2 separate regions of the Bicyclus anynana genome follow, and region 2 is linked to region 1. A link is a contact called in public Hi-C data. All regions are on one chromosome and are shown on one strand. The core of a region is the stretch at or near the end of the contact, and the rest is flanking DNA. Distances in the headings are between cores, read along the strand shown. Region 1 overlaps LOC112051327 (lysine-specific demethylase 3A). Region 2 holds the start of LOC112051318.

Region 1 (7,124 bases), core at 1,687-4,186:
GTCTGCAGGCTTTATTTAAAAAAAAAGTTAAGGCGGGTTAACCCATGCTACAAACCAGCAGTTTTAACTGAACAGTAGAAACTGTTCAGATAATCGTCCATGTGTAGTGTCCGTTTGTTTTGATTTTTTTTAATGACTGATTGAAATTTCGATTAGTTAACACCACGAGTACCCACGTTACGTTTACGTATTCACGTAAATGTAATATGATCGAAGCCCGCATATTAATATCTAAACGCCATTGCCTTATCAGCCGTCACTAATGTGTGCAAATATTTTGTAATGGGAGCGAATGCGAATGGTGTTAATGAAATTCAGTTCTCACGTGTCCGAGCGACCTCCCAGCGGTGCGCGTCACTATCTCTATGGGTTCCATACGTATCTTTATTTATTGCACGTGTACGCATTTTTATGGGGACTAGCCAATGCTAAACAAGCATAGGCTAGTTGACACTTTTTTTAATGGTCTTAAATAGTTCATTATCATTCTACCAGACTGAAATATGTTTTTGACAGTACTAGCCAAAACGTCTGTCGGCCATGACAGTCTTTCAACTGTTTCATGACGTCACTATAATAAATCCCACACAAATGGAGCGTTTGACAAAAATATAGTTAACAATTAGTTCGACGTTTAGTACATCAAGTGTGTTAGTGACGTCACAAAATGGACGACAGAATTTTTGACGTTAATCTCTGACATGATTAGATCAAATGAAGAAGACAAGCGCCAGTACATTTTAAAACGGCCTGGGTCCATACAATATAGCAATATAGCAGTTTTCTCGCGGTTTCACCCTCGTAGTTTCCATTTCAAAGAGAGTACAGGGATAAAATATAGTACGAGTATGTTACTCGCTTATTAGCGATTAATTGGTTTCCATGCATTATGAAATATTTAAATTCGATTCAGTATTTTTGAAATCTATTCTTATCAAATCTATACTCTATACTAATATATAAAGCTGCAGAGTTTGTTTGTTTGATTGAACGCGCTAATCTCAGGAACTTCTGGTCCGATTTGAAAAGTTCTTTCAGTGTTAGATAGCCCATTTATCGAGGAAGGCTATAGGCTATATATTATCCCCATACTCCTACGGAAACGGAAACCACGCGGGTGAAACCGCGCGGCGTCAGATAGTCAAACAATAAAACCACGGAGGTGATTACGATCCTCATTCATGAGGACTGGAGAGTCTCATTGTCTCGGTAGCTCCGAGATTAATGGCATATTTTGGAATATTTGGATTTTCTGATTAAATATTTTTTCCATAAATTCTACAGTATAGATTCTTTAAAAAGCTACAGGCTCAAAAGAAGCCTAAAAGCACCAGCTGTTACTTGGGTGGCTTAAAATTGTAAGGTCTGGATTTTAATACCACTTTAGACCCAATGTTAGATATATTATTCTCAATAATTTATCTGAAACCTGTGTTTGACACAATGTTTGCCTAAAAATAACACTCTTTTCATATAAAAATAATATTATGTTTTTCGCCAAATGTTTTTCTAAGATCGGCGTCACCTTTCTTTGAAATAGAAGTTTGTTTTACATTAATCTAGTCCGTGACGTTTTTCGAAGTACCTATAAGCAACCACTTAATTTTGTATGTACATAGCAAAGTGTATTGAATTTTGAAGGTGATTTTGTAGTTGTTATTCAACTCGAGCCGCATAGAATACTGATTAGATTGATCGGGCGCGGTCTGCCGTCGAGAACTTTTCGTTTCGCATTTAGAAATTTTGAATACATATTTCTTTTTTTTGTTTAGTTTTGTTTACCATTTACCCTTTATTACATAACTAAGGTTAAGTTAATCTGGGCTATAAAAAATTAAAATGTTTTCTTACTTCTAAGAAATTCATAGTAGCAGCCCACGATATCTCGATTAATGTTATTAACACTTGATAGCGTTACAGACCAATCGTCAATCGACCCGGCATGGTGGATTTAAGCTCCAAGTCGCCATCTATATTAATATTATAAATGCGAAAATCTGTCTGTATGTTAAGTTTTCACGGCTAAAACGACTGAACCGATCAGGATGAATTTTGGTATAATGGTAAATGGGACCATGGAGCAAAACATTAATTACTTTTTGAACTTAAAATAAAAATAGAAGGGGGTGAAATAGAGGTTAAAATTTATTAAAAGTTTTAAAAATTTGTTTATTTTAAATTTTATTTGTTCATAATAATATACGAAATATAATGTGATTCAAGAATTTTTAAAATTCAACTCCCTGAAGTGGTGAAATTGGGGTTGAAAGTTTCCGCGGACGAAGTAGCGGGCGTCCGCTAGTTTACTATAAAAAGTCGGTGCTACAGTCCCGTCAGGGATATGACAATGATCTAATCAGTGATCCATTTTATAAACCGGCAACGAGTGACAAATAGTCCTAAGAGCCGATGGACGTTGGGGATCCATCCACAAGGTGCTAGAATGGCGACCCCGCACTGGTAAGTGCAGTCGGCCCACTAGGTAGACCGAGAACATCGAGCGCGTTGCAGGGAGCCGTTGGATGCTGGCGGCGCGAGACCGTTGTGTTCAGAAGTCTATACAAGAGGCCTTTGTCCAACAGTGGACGTCCATCGGCTGATAATCTATATATTCTATATATGTATACATATATAAAAAACAATGCCACTTTTCGTTGTAATTTTTCAAGAACGGACTCACTTGTAAAAACCAAATGTTTGGCTTTGTTCGAACTATTTAGTAGATGGCTTATGTGAGTATGGACAAAATCGGTCGAGCGGTTCTTCATTTATCGCATTTTTTGTAACTAATAAATTCAGGGGTAGGGAAGACGTGCATATAAGTCAAAGCTTGATGATATATGAGTGACATTAACATGAGATATGTTCGGTTCCAGACGTTCACGCCGCTGTCAGCTGACGTCACACTGCAGGCGGACGCGCAGCCCGTCGAGTTCGTGCACGACAGGTTGCTGCACTTCGTGGACTACGCTAACCTGCAGCCTTACCAGGTTACTGACTTATTTAGTATAAGAAACGTTTTACCAGGTTACTGACGTATTTGGTTTAAAAAACGTTGTACCAGGTTACTGACTTATTAAGTTTAAGAAACGTTTTACCAGATTACTGACTAGGCCGAGTTAACACTTACATAACACATAAACTACTTTCATCCCGGAAAAATCCATGGTTCCCGCGGGATTTGTAATAAACTGAATTCCACGCGGACGAAGTTGCGGGCGTCCGCTAGTATAAGATAATTCTAACATTGTTAAACATAAGTAATACCACACTTCTGTTTTTAACTTGGCTGTCGCAATGCCGTGTCTCTAAAGTAAAATAATAAGTAATCTTTTAAATAATAAAATAGTTAGTATTAAATTAAGTTGCCGTTATACCGTATCCCCCCGTACCGTAAGGCCGTGATAGCCCAGTGGATATGACCTCTGCCTCCAATTCCAGGGTGTGGGTTCGAATCCGGTCCGGGGCATGCACCTCCAACTTTTTCAGTTGTGTGCATTTTAAGAAATTAAATATCACGTGTCTCAATCGGTGAAGGAAAACATCGAGAGGAAACCTGGATACCGGAGAAATATCTTAATTCTCTGCGTGTGTGAAGTCTGCCAATCCGCATTGGGCCAGCGTGGTGGACTATTGGCCTTACCCCCTCTCATTCTGAGAGGAGACTCGAGCTCAGCAGTGAGCCGAATATGGGTTGATGACGACGACGACGATACCGTATCTCCTTGGAGATAACTTGAAATAATCTTGAAATGAATAATATATTAATGTAAACTTGTTTAATCTACTTTAAAAGCAATTTAAAACAGCAGATGAACAGAGCCCTTCAAACCATTATGGAAAAAGCCGTGACCCTGTTTTCTTAATAAGAATAGCTGGCCTTTTAGCTTTATATTTAAATTTATTCATATTTGTGTTGACTTTTAGAATTATTTACAGTTTATTTACTGTTTATTATAAAAAGTTGTCCTATTTTAACGGTCTACTATAGGACCAGGCCTCCTTGTAGGAGAGATAATTTGGAGCTTAGATCCACCACGCTGCTTCAATGCGGTATGGCGGGCTTAAGAGTGATAATGTTAAATTCATTAACTACTACCCGGGACCGACGGCCTAACGTGTTCCGAGGCGCGGACAATTTTAGCTGATAACAATTTCTTACAAGAAAATTAACTCAACTATTGACAGCTACCCAGGCATGGAACCTTGGACCTAGTGATCCGAAACCACTTACCTAGGCTAATTAATAAGCCAATAAGGCAGACATAGGCTTGATGATGATAAATGATATAAACTTGTAGTTTCAACGTACTCCAGTAGGCCAAATTCTGAAAAAAAAAAAACACTTTTGATTTCGTAGTATTATTATTAATTCGTATGTGTTATTTGAAAAGCCGTTATGTGTGCGTCTTCTCAATCTATACTAATATTATAAAGAGGAAAGATTTGATTGTTTGTTTGCATTGAATAGGTTCTGAAATTACTGAACCCATTTAAAAAATTCTTTCACTGTTGGGAAGCTATTCTATCCCCGAGTGATATAGGCTATATTTTATCCCCGTATTCCTTCGGGAACGAGAACAACGCGAGTTAATCCGCGCGATGTCTGCTAGTGTTTAAATAAAATCGTTCAACCTTTTTCAACTAGATGGCGCTAGTAGTTGCGAAATAGGTTAACAATTTGATAGCGTTGGTGGTTTGATGCACTGACTGCGTTGGCTGACTTCCTTTTGGAAAAGAGATATTTGTAGTTTAAAAATATTACTTCAATAGTAGGTAGGTATCAGGTTTCATTCAATATGTTATTTGTACGCGGCATCGTACCGTAACGCTAAAACGCTATCAAAGTGTTAATTTTAAATAACTTTAACTAATTTTTTAAAAGAAAAGCGCAGTTTTAATCGACCCTCTTCCTCTTCGTTGGATTGAGGACATCAAGCGGGTTGCAGGGAGCCGCTGGATGCTGGTGGCTCGAGACCGTTGTGTTTCGAGGTCCATGCAAGAGGCCTATGTCCAGCAGTCCACCGGCTGATAATGATGATGATGATGAATGTTTTGAAAAATAAACCAAATATAACGCGTGAATTACTTCTAAGCATTTAGATCCATTCAGTAGTTCAAAAAACCAACCACTTTATTACACAAAAGCCAATGTAGAAAATTATACTATGTTATATTCATTCGAGTTGGGAATTAATTAATCGAATGCCAACCTTCCAGGTTATAGCAACAATTACACAACTACGGAATTGAGGTTGTCAAAATAAACAAAACAATTGCAAACAAGTTATTGAGTCATTGCTAAGCTTAGGTATTGGGTCGACACTGTTCCAGGGAAATGAACACAAATAAATGATGACCGCTCCGCGCTAGAACCATTTATATTCTTTGCATATTTAATCGGTTGAACGTTATTCTAGTCTCGTCGTCGTCGTCGTTATCAACTCATATACGGCTCACTGCTGAGCTCGAGTCTCCTCTCAGAATGAGAGGGGTTAGGCCAATAGTCCACCACGCTGGCCCAATGCGGATTGGCAGACTTCACACACGCAGAGAATTAAGAAATTCTCTGGTATGCCTAGCTAGGTTTCCTCACGATGTTTTCCTTCACCGTTTAAGACACGTGATATTTAATTTCTTAAAATGCACACAATTGAAAAGTTGGAGGTGCATGCCTCGGACCGAATTCGAACCCACACCCTCCGGAATCGGAGGCAGAGGAGAGGAGGATATCCACTGGGCTATCACGACCTCATTTTATATACCATATTCTAGTCTGCATATCATGAATACATTTATATATCTGTAAATATTATAATATAATACTTTTAATTCGTAAGGAGTTTTAGTTTTAGCATAGCAAATGTGTTCGTTTGTTTTGTACTCTTTACAAGTTAGCCCTTGACTACAATCTCACCTGCTGGTAAGTGATGATGCAATCTAAGATGGAAGCGGGCAAATTTGTTAGGAGGATGAAAATCCACACCCATTTCGGTTTCTACGACATCGTACGAACGCTAAATCGCTTGGCGGTACGTCTTTGCCGGTAGAGTGGTAACTAGCCACGGTCGAAGCCTCCCACCAGCCAGACCTGGAACAATTAAGAAAACCTCGGCCCCGCCAAGAATCGAACCTGTGTTGTAAATCCACCGCGCATACTACTGCGCCACGGAGGTCGTCAAAACGTTGTTCGTTCGTATAAATGTTTAAATTAAGTATCACACAAATGTAACAGTACTATTCTGTGTTTGGTTAAACAGCAATTTGTAAATTTGTGTAGTAGGTAAAAATATATTTGGTAGACAGTTTGGTAAAATTATGCAAAACTAAATGATATGACTCAGAACATTTTGATATTATTTCGATTATTCGTATTCGGCTAGTAATACGAGATACTTGATATTTGACGCAGAAATATCTCAGACAAAAATCGATTGCGATAAAAAATCGAAAACTAAAGACAGCTCTTCTCTTGACTACAATCTGGACATGATGGATCTTCTTTGATTTTCATTATCTTCAGGTATCTACCGAGCAGACAATCATACAAAGTCTGGTATAGCGAGAGAGCTTCTTTTCATTCAAATTTTAATACAGGAATGGCATTCTATGCCATTGAAATCGTGGGCTACAGCTAATCTACAATCAATATAATGCCAATAGATAAGTCGGGAGACTTATCTAATAGATTATTAAATGAGAAAGATGTATATGTCACCATTAGATCGTAAATACGTTAGTTTATAATCTCACTCGTGATATAATCTGCCATTATATTGTGAACTGAAAATACTGATTATAATTTAACGTGTTATTTTCGGTATATTATATCTAAAGACTGGCCAAAGTGCAAAGAGGGCACCTGAATTGTCATGTTCTAACCTAACCTAGCCTAACCTAACTTTAGTTCACAATATGACGGCAGATTATAATATCACGAGTGGGATTATAAACTAACGTATTTTACTATATGACGGTAACATATATAACGACCTTGAAGTCTCAACATATCCAGTTGTTTTGAAGGAGGCAGACCGATATTTATCTATCGTATTCAATGTCCACCCTCTAGACTAGATCATTAGAAAATATTATACTAATAGCATTAACAACTGAGTCTTAGG
Region 2 (7,124 bases), core at 1,920-4,419, 180 kb after region 1:
CAAGGTGGCGGAGGACTTCGTGTCGCCCGAGAACGTGTCGCGCTGCTTCGAGCTGGCGCAGCAGTTCCGCCGCCTGTCGCGCCAGCACGCCAACAAGGAGGACAAGCTGCAGATCAAGAACATCGTGTACCACGCGGTGAAGGACTCGCTGTGCTGCCTGGAGGACGCGCTGGCGGCCGCGCTCGCCGAGTGAGCGGCGCCGCTCTAGCCGAGCGAGTGGCGCCGCTCTAGCCGAGTGAGTGGCGCCGCGCAGTTGATCTCAATGAACGTAACGTTATTCGCTAAGTTCCGCATTTAGTGAGAGTGGGAGTGCGCGTGTGAGCCGGAACTGGCGCCGGAGAAGTGCAATGTGTAAATTAGTCTGATCACGGTGATATCGTCGCGACGTGGATATGTTTTATGTTCCTTAATCGAAATACAAATAAACTCTTCAGGTTATCCTAACGGCTTAGTTGTAGTCATAGTGATATGTATGTAATGTGTAAATTTTTAATTCGAATTCCATCGAGTACATGTAAGAAGTCTATACTTTTAAGTTATTATATTGAAGTAAAAACGTATTCGCTCGAAGCATTGTACATTAAACGTGGCGTGTAGATAAGTTTATCCTATATTAGATTTCTCAATTCGGTTGGTATGTTATGAAATGAATAGTTGACGAGATGTGACAATTTTCTTTTGTCCTTATTGCTGAACTAGGCGAAAACAAGTTTTTTTTGTACTGTGTATATTATGTATGGTTATAAGTTGGAATAAAAAAGATGTTTATATTATGAGTTGTTTTTATTGTCTCGAGTCCAATAATGAACATAATACTGAAAAATATTCAATTACCCAAACACACAGCATTTGTGACATGGGCAAAGTGATTTAAAATTACTCGAAAGTAATTTCCAGCTATATAATACCCGAGTACGAGAGTACTTGGACTTGGTCCACGCCGCGCCAAGAATTGTATTGTATTATACCTATACCTATGTATATAATACAATACAACGATATAAAGTAATTTGAACAGGAAAGAATACAAAAAAATGGTGTGTTTGTGTATGAAACTGAAGAACCGTTAGGAAAGCAGTAAAATGGTTTCCATGTCAGATGCATCCTTCTATATCACTCTCTTTATATTTTAACAATGCATTTCTTGTGTTGACGTTTCTTTTAGTTTACGCATATAAAGGCGTTTGTGCAGTCAACTTAAGAAAATCAATTAGAAATTTGCCTTTTCTTTTGACCCGGTGGCCAAAAATGGAACTAAAGTCGCATCTATCGCCATTTCGTAAAACAAAATATGTTTAAAACGCGTCAAGAATGACACCCTCACCGAGCTAGATAAGTTTGTAGCATTGTACCAGTCATTGGCTGTTGATTACAAAAAAAACTACACAATCATTTTCGCGATTTCGAATGTGGAATAAAGAGATGTAGTAATGACGATTTAAACGATAATGCTCGAGAAACTGCCATCTACTGTCCGTTCTATTTAACACGGCAACGAACGCGCAACGCAGAAAATTATTCATGATGGATGGTGTCAAGGGCTTTAGCTATCCGATGCTAGATGTCACTATGAGCAATTTCTACTTTTATATTTTTAACCGACTTCCAAAAAGGAGGAGGTTCTACGTTCGGCTGTATGTATGTTTTTTTTTTTTTTTTATGTATGTCCAGCGATAATTCCGTCAATTATGGACCGATTTTGAAAATTCTTTTTTAATTAATATGCTTCGCTTATTAAATACTTTGTTTATTGTTGTTGTTGTTGAATTGACTTTGTTGTTGGCTGCAAATATCATTTACAACAATTTAGTCCAGTAGGCAAGTGCTTTTATCGCCAACTTTTTTTAATGGTCAATCGCAAAAATACGAGCAATGGCACATAATGGTAAGGGGTCATTCGATTTGGAACATTTATAGGTAATTACTCCACGTCTCAGACCAAATACAGACCGGCATTTTACGACGAAAACGATTACTACAAAGGGGTTTGGCGAGGCAGGTCCATAATAACAATTCGTCTGAGCTCTACGTGGACAGTAATGCCCTCTTGTGGGAGTTTGAGACAGTAGAGGAGGAGGAGAAGGCTGAAGGACCAGAGAAAGTTAGAAGACATTGAGATGGCCCCCCAGAAACTCTTAAGTGTAGCTTAGGTAAGTGTGTAGCCTGAGATGCTAAATTTGCAGTTACTAAATCGTCATTGGAATCGATTAGATTATATGTATTATGATAGAAAAAATAAATCGTTATATAGTTTTTCTGCTTTCAGCGATGAGGAATAAGACTACAAACTTTAACAATTTTTATTACTTCGGCTTACTGAAATCATCAAAAAACATGAGCGATTTTTCAGGAGATTAGTTCATTCAAAATTAGTAAAAAACTAATCTCGCTCGTGTCTCGTTAACAGGAATATAAGGGTTTTATTTTGTAACTTTGGGACCCTCCCATTCATTACGTTAAGCTCAAATCGTCAGATTTTCGAAATGCACACTGTTTAGCTGTCAACTAACCTACCTTATCTTAATCTGATGTGCTGGATGAGTATTTCTGAAGTTAGTTTTTTTTTGGTTGCCCTAAACGTACCCACCGATATTATGGGCAACATACAAGGTGCAAGGTATAGTATACTACCAGTTTATCTGCCGCGCTCGAGTAACTGCAAAAATCCCTCTTCGCCTCCCCTACTATAAAGAGAAGTTCTTCTTAAAGTCCTTCACCTATCTATTAGTTAACTTTATCTAGTTAATCCAAAATGTAAGCTTTGCAGGATATAGGTATTGCATTTGTAAGGTTAAGCTGGTTCCACAATTTACTTACCTACCTATTTGGAAGAAAATATCTCGTAAATAAAACGAGTGGCTGAGGAAAACAAGCCTCCCAAGTTCAATCTTGGAACTTGTTTCGACGATGTTTATCGTTGCGACACTTAGCAACTTTTTTTTATTTATATCGCTACTCGAATGTTCATCGCTATCGAAAAAAACGTCTAGATTTATGTATGTAGGTATAGGTACGTAGACCTCTCAAATAGATTAATTCCAGTACAACTCAAATCAACATTTGACCTTAGATAAACTTACGATATTAATTCACGAAGACTTCCATTGCTGGTTACGTTTATGCTGTAGCGTTTATCATTGAAATATAAACTTTAATGTATTAAGAAATTTATAGACAATTGCAGCAACACCGAGCTATTGTGCACATGTAGTAGAGCCCATTGGCACAAGGTATAAAGAGTAACTGGCTTCCTTCATGACCAGTTCACTGTGGACGAGCGACCTGTGTACGTTTGTGAAAATGAGGGCCGCGACGCTATTTATTTTTGGTGAGCAAACAAAGTTTTTTTTATTTGTCAGTTAGGTATTTAACCAAGATGTAAAGAGAAATAAATGAGTAAGTATTTACCTAACAATAATATTATAGAGTTTTCTAATCTATTTACGAGTATTTTCAGTAAGGTCCTATGCTACGCTACACATAAATGTTAAAAGATTTGTTTCGTTAAAACACAGATTCAGTTTAGTTACGAATATTAAACTATACCTACCTACCTAAATAAAATTGCAGATTTATTACAAAACATCCCAGGTTAGTGTCTGTTAGGTCAACATACAATTTTCCTACGTTTTCTCGAGCCCCGGTAATAGTAACAACAATACCTAATTATTAAAATTTCCTTCTCTAGACAAATCTGATTTAGAAAATTTAATGGTTAGGAACATTTTAAACCTATAGGTTTGAAATTTATGGTGTGATTTTATGTATACTAGATATATCTAATATTCGCATATCGCATACCATATCTATATCGAAACGGAAGATGTTAGTTATATATGTTTTACTTAACCATCATTATTCATTACTTACACTGTATCAAATTACTAATACATTATAGTATTGGTAATCTGATACATATTATATTACGTAATGTATTTACTGTCAAATACATTATTATGTACCTATTTACGATAGTATTATGGAATTAAACATTGTCCTAAGAGTAATATCTTTGTAAGTACATAAAATGGCAGTTAAATGCGACGATCTCTGTGGTATGTATCTAATATGCCATAGATTCTGTAATGGTTTTGGTTAAGATTCCCATTACTGTTTAATTGGGAAATTCACAATTTCTTAATTGACTTAGGTCTGGTTTGGTGGGACTATAAAATATATCAATAGATAGACATAGGGAAATTAGTAAAGACATCTCGACTCAGTTGACTCAGGTGAGATGTGATCTGCCGTCAAGTTAATTAGTGTCCTATACCCTAGTCCAAGTATGGAAAAAAAACATTTAGGCATTTGTGTTAAGAAAAATATAGGTACCGGTATAATTTAGTGATTCGGTTCTAAGACTCAGGACTGGATCTCAAAAAGTGTCGATCCAATTTTACGACTGGATCTCACTAAGACTGGAACCAGTCTAAAACTGGATTGTCACTTAGCGACATCACAGTCAATCGCAAACTTTTAGTTGAAATAAAACAGGCAAGATCGTTGTCATAAATCCTCTTTTAGCCGTGACTTCATAACACGTTAGTAATGTAATTTATAACATTATCCAGTAGGTACCCGGTAGACCGAAATGGTGTTTCTTCCTGCGATTATCTGATAAACATTTTATGACCATAATGGACTTTGCTGAGGTCAAAGACGCAAGAGCGTAACTGCGCACGAAGGTCTTGTGTATTTATTTAGATAAACTTACGAGTGAAAACACAGCAGCGAGTGAGATTTCTGTATGTTTAAGAACACTATTAAGTTCTTTTGTATGGCGATTGATGATAGACGTACCTATGTGGTATGGTTCTACGATTTCTGTTCATAATTTTACAAGCCATACTCGTAATTTTGAGGTATTAAAAATTTTAATGAATGAAAATGAACCTAAGAAGAGCTACCGATTTGATTTTATACAATAGACGTACAAGAACATACTAAGATTAGTACCAAATCACTTCTTCGTCATCATAGTTTTTTAGTCAATTTATTTATGTTAGACAGTTTGCGTGAGTCTGAAAATTATTCTCCAACCATTTAAGATCCCTGACTCTAAATACTCTCTTACTCTTTAACGCCGCAACTACTGCACCGATTTGGCTGAAATTTGGATTGGAAATAGATTTTAGTCTTTCTCTGTTCTTCCTGAAAAGTCCACGGTTCCCAAGGGATTTGCGAAAAACTAAATTCCACGCCGATGAAGTCGCGGGCGTCCGCTAGTATCTACTATTTATCAAATACGAGGATATCTAGGGTTATTTAAATGATTATCAATTTTATTATCATTTTAAAAGGTTGTTGCACTTCTAAAACTTTGAAAGTTTGGATAGTAAAGCCAAGTTATTTTCTATATATTTCAGCTGTGTTGCTGGTAGTGGTTTCATGCCGACCAGATAAGGCAGTTCTGAAAGAGTTGAAGGCGGAGGCAGCACGCAAGAAGGCATGCCTGCACGACTGCTCGTCGGTCAAACTGGACCCCGTCTGCGCAGGGAAACAAGGGGAAAAGCCCAAGTCCTTCGGCAATGAATGTGTCATGAATAATTACAACTGCGAGAATAAAGAAAGTAAGTTTTCCTTTTAATGTAAGGAAATTAGCCATGTTATTTGAATGGCGACCCCGCACTCGAAAACGCAGTGCTGGTCGACCTCCTACTAGATGGACCGAGGACATCCAGCGGGTTGCTGGGAGTCACTGGATGCTGGCAGCTCGAGACCGTGGTGTTTGAAAGTTTATACAAGAGGCCTTTCTCCAGCAGTGGACGTCCTTCGGCTGATAATGATGGATATGATGATGATGATCTTTGAACTTTTTGGTGTTTTCAAAAGGTAGCAGGTTTTAAGGGTGAAGACCCTTAACCGTTTAAGTGTAAAGAGTACTTTTTCTAAATTCCTCGGCATAATGAATGAGGTGAGATGAATCATGCCTGCAGTCGCTAGTCGCTTCACGGCAAGCATTCGATAAACAATGTTAAAGCGACTATAGTGGAGGGTTGCCATGAAACTACTACAGCTTTGAACATGATTCCCCCATAGAAAATATTTAAAGAAACACATTTTAATTTTACTTGGCCATTTGAGGATTAGGATGCTTGAAACCTGCTACAATAAAAAGGCACCACGGTACAAACTCTAAAAAATATCTAACATTTAGGTAGTTTGTTTGTAGTTAGTTAGTTAGTTTAATTAACATGTCTATAGTAGGATTTAGGAGCATATGGCTGACAAGATTTTTTTCTTCCTAGCATAAGCTTATGCCTGTGTTAACAGTGACAGTAGCTAATAAAGCAATTATTTAGATTATAGTTTTCAGATTAGAGCTTGAAACCTAATAACTGACTGATATTTCTAACCGACTTGAAAAAAGGAGGATGTTCTCAATTCGACGTTTATTTTTTTAATGTTTGTTACCTCATAACTTCGTCAAATACCTATTAGCTAATTTTGAAAATTATTTTTTGTGTCTCATTTAGTTTTCACTAAAATAGGTTTAGTAATTTTGTGTTAAAATCAAAATAACTGATAGGTATATACGTCTTTGAAGTCTTTTCCATTTTTATGTTTAAAAGAATAATAAGCTATAGTATTCGAGTGTTACGATCATCAGTCATCTTCTTTGTCAAGGCGGTGGTTTTAATGTTTTTGGGTGTCGCAAAATAGAACCTCTTTTAACATCAGCTGTAACTTACCTTGCCTTGCAATCAACATTGTGTTAATTCGCTATGAATCAACTTGTCGAGTTTTGAGGAAAATTAAGTAGGTATACCTACATAAACAGGTGGTTGTGTTTACCAAACAAAACATTAAATAGGCATGTTTCTGTTTTTGTAAAATCTTCAACCTCCTTTTTCGTATAGTAGGAACCTGTAGCAATTTGTAACAATTATTTGTAAGTGTAAAACTATATATCTAGATATTCAATTGGATTTCTTCAAGACAACCATTTAGAACATATTAAAGAGGGAATATTCTAACTTAGCATCCATTAACTTTTAAGGAAATAAAATTATTTAACATTTTTCTACGAATGAATAGCTACATTATCAGCAACTAACATAGGTTTATCCACCGCAACTACGCGGAATAAAACTGATGAACAGAAAATTGGGTACTAATCACTG

The links. A called contact is a pair of places that touch in the nucleus more often than the background predicts.
Region 2: a contact with region 1 is called in a Hi-C map of whole larva, with 5 times the contacts expected there. The contact joins the promoter of LOC112051318 here to the enhancer-like site in region 1. A contact is called at or near these places in 2 of 2 Hi-C or Micro-C datasets (whole body and whole larva).

Annotation. Positions count from the first base shown.
Region 1 is chr13:8,899,770-8,906,893 of ilBicAnyn1.1, forward strand. It overlaps LOC112051327 (lysine-specific demethylase 3A), which reads left to right. Exons shown (of 17, transcript XM_052885110.1): 3 at 2,877-2,990. Among protein-coding and RNA genes, the nearest start is that of LOC112051327, 58 kb to the left of the region's middle. Within about 2 kb of position 2,937, at least 7 of the 8 cell types and tissues checked have open chromatin away from gene starts, as enhancers often do.
Region 2 is chr13:9,083,249-9,090,372 of ilBicAnyn1.1, forward strand. It overlaps LOC112051318, which reads left to right and starts at 3,170. Exons shown (of 3, transcript XM_024089917.2): 1 at 3,170-3,328; 2 at 5,367-5,570. The coding sequence starts at 3,256. It overlaps LOC112051327 (lysine-specific demethylase 3A), which reads left to right. Exons shown (of 17, transcript XM_052885110.1): 17 at 1-773. The coding sequence ends at 193.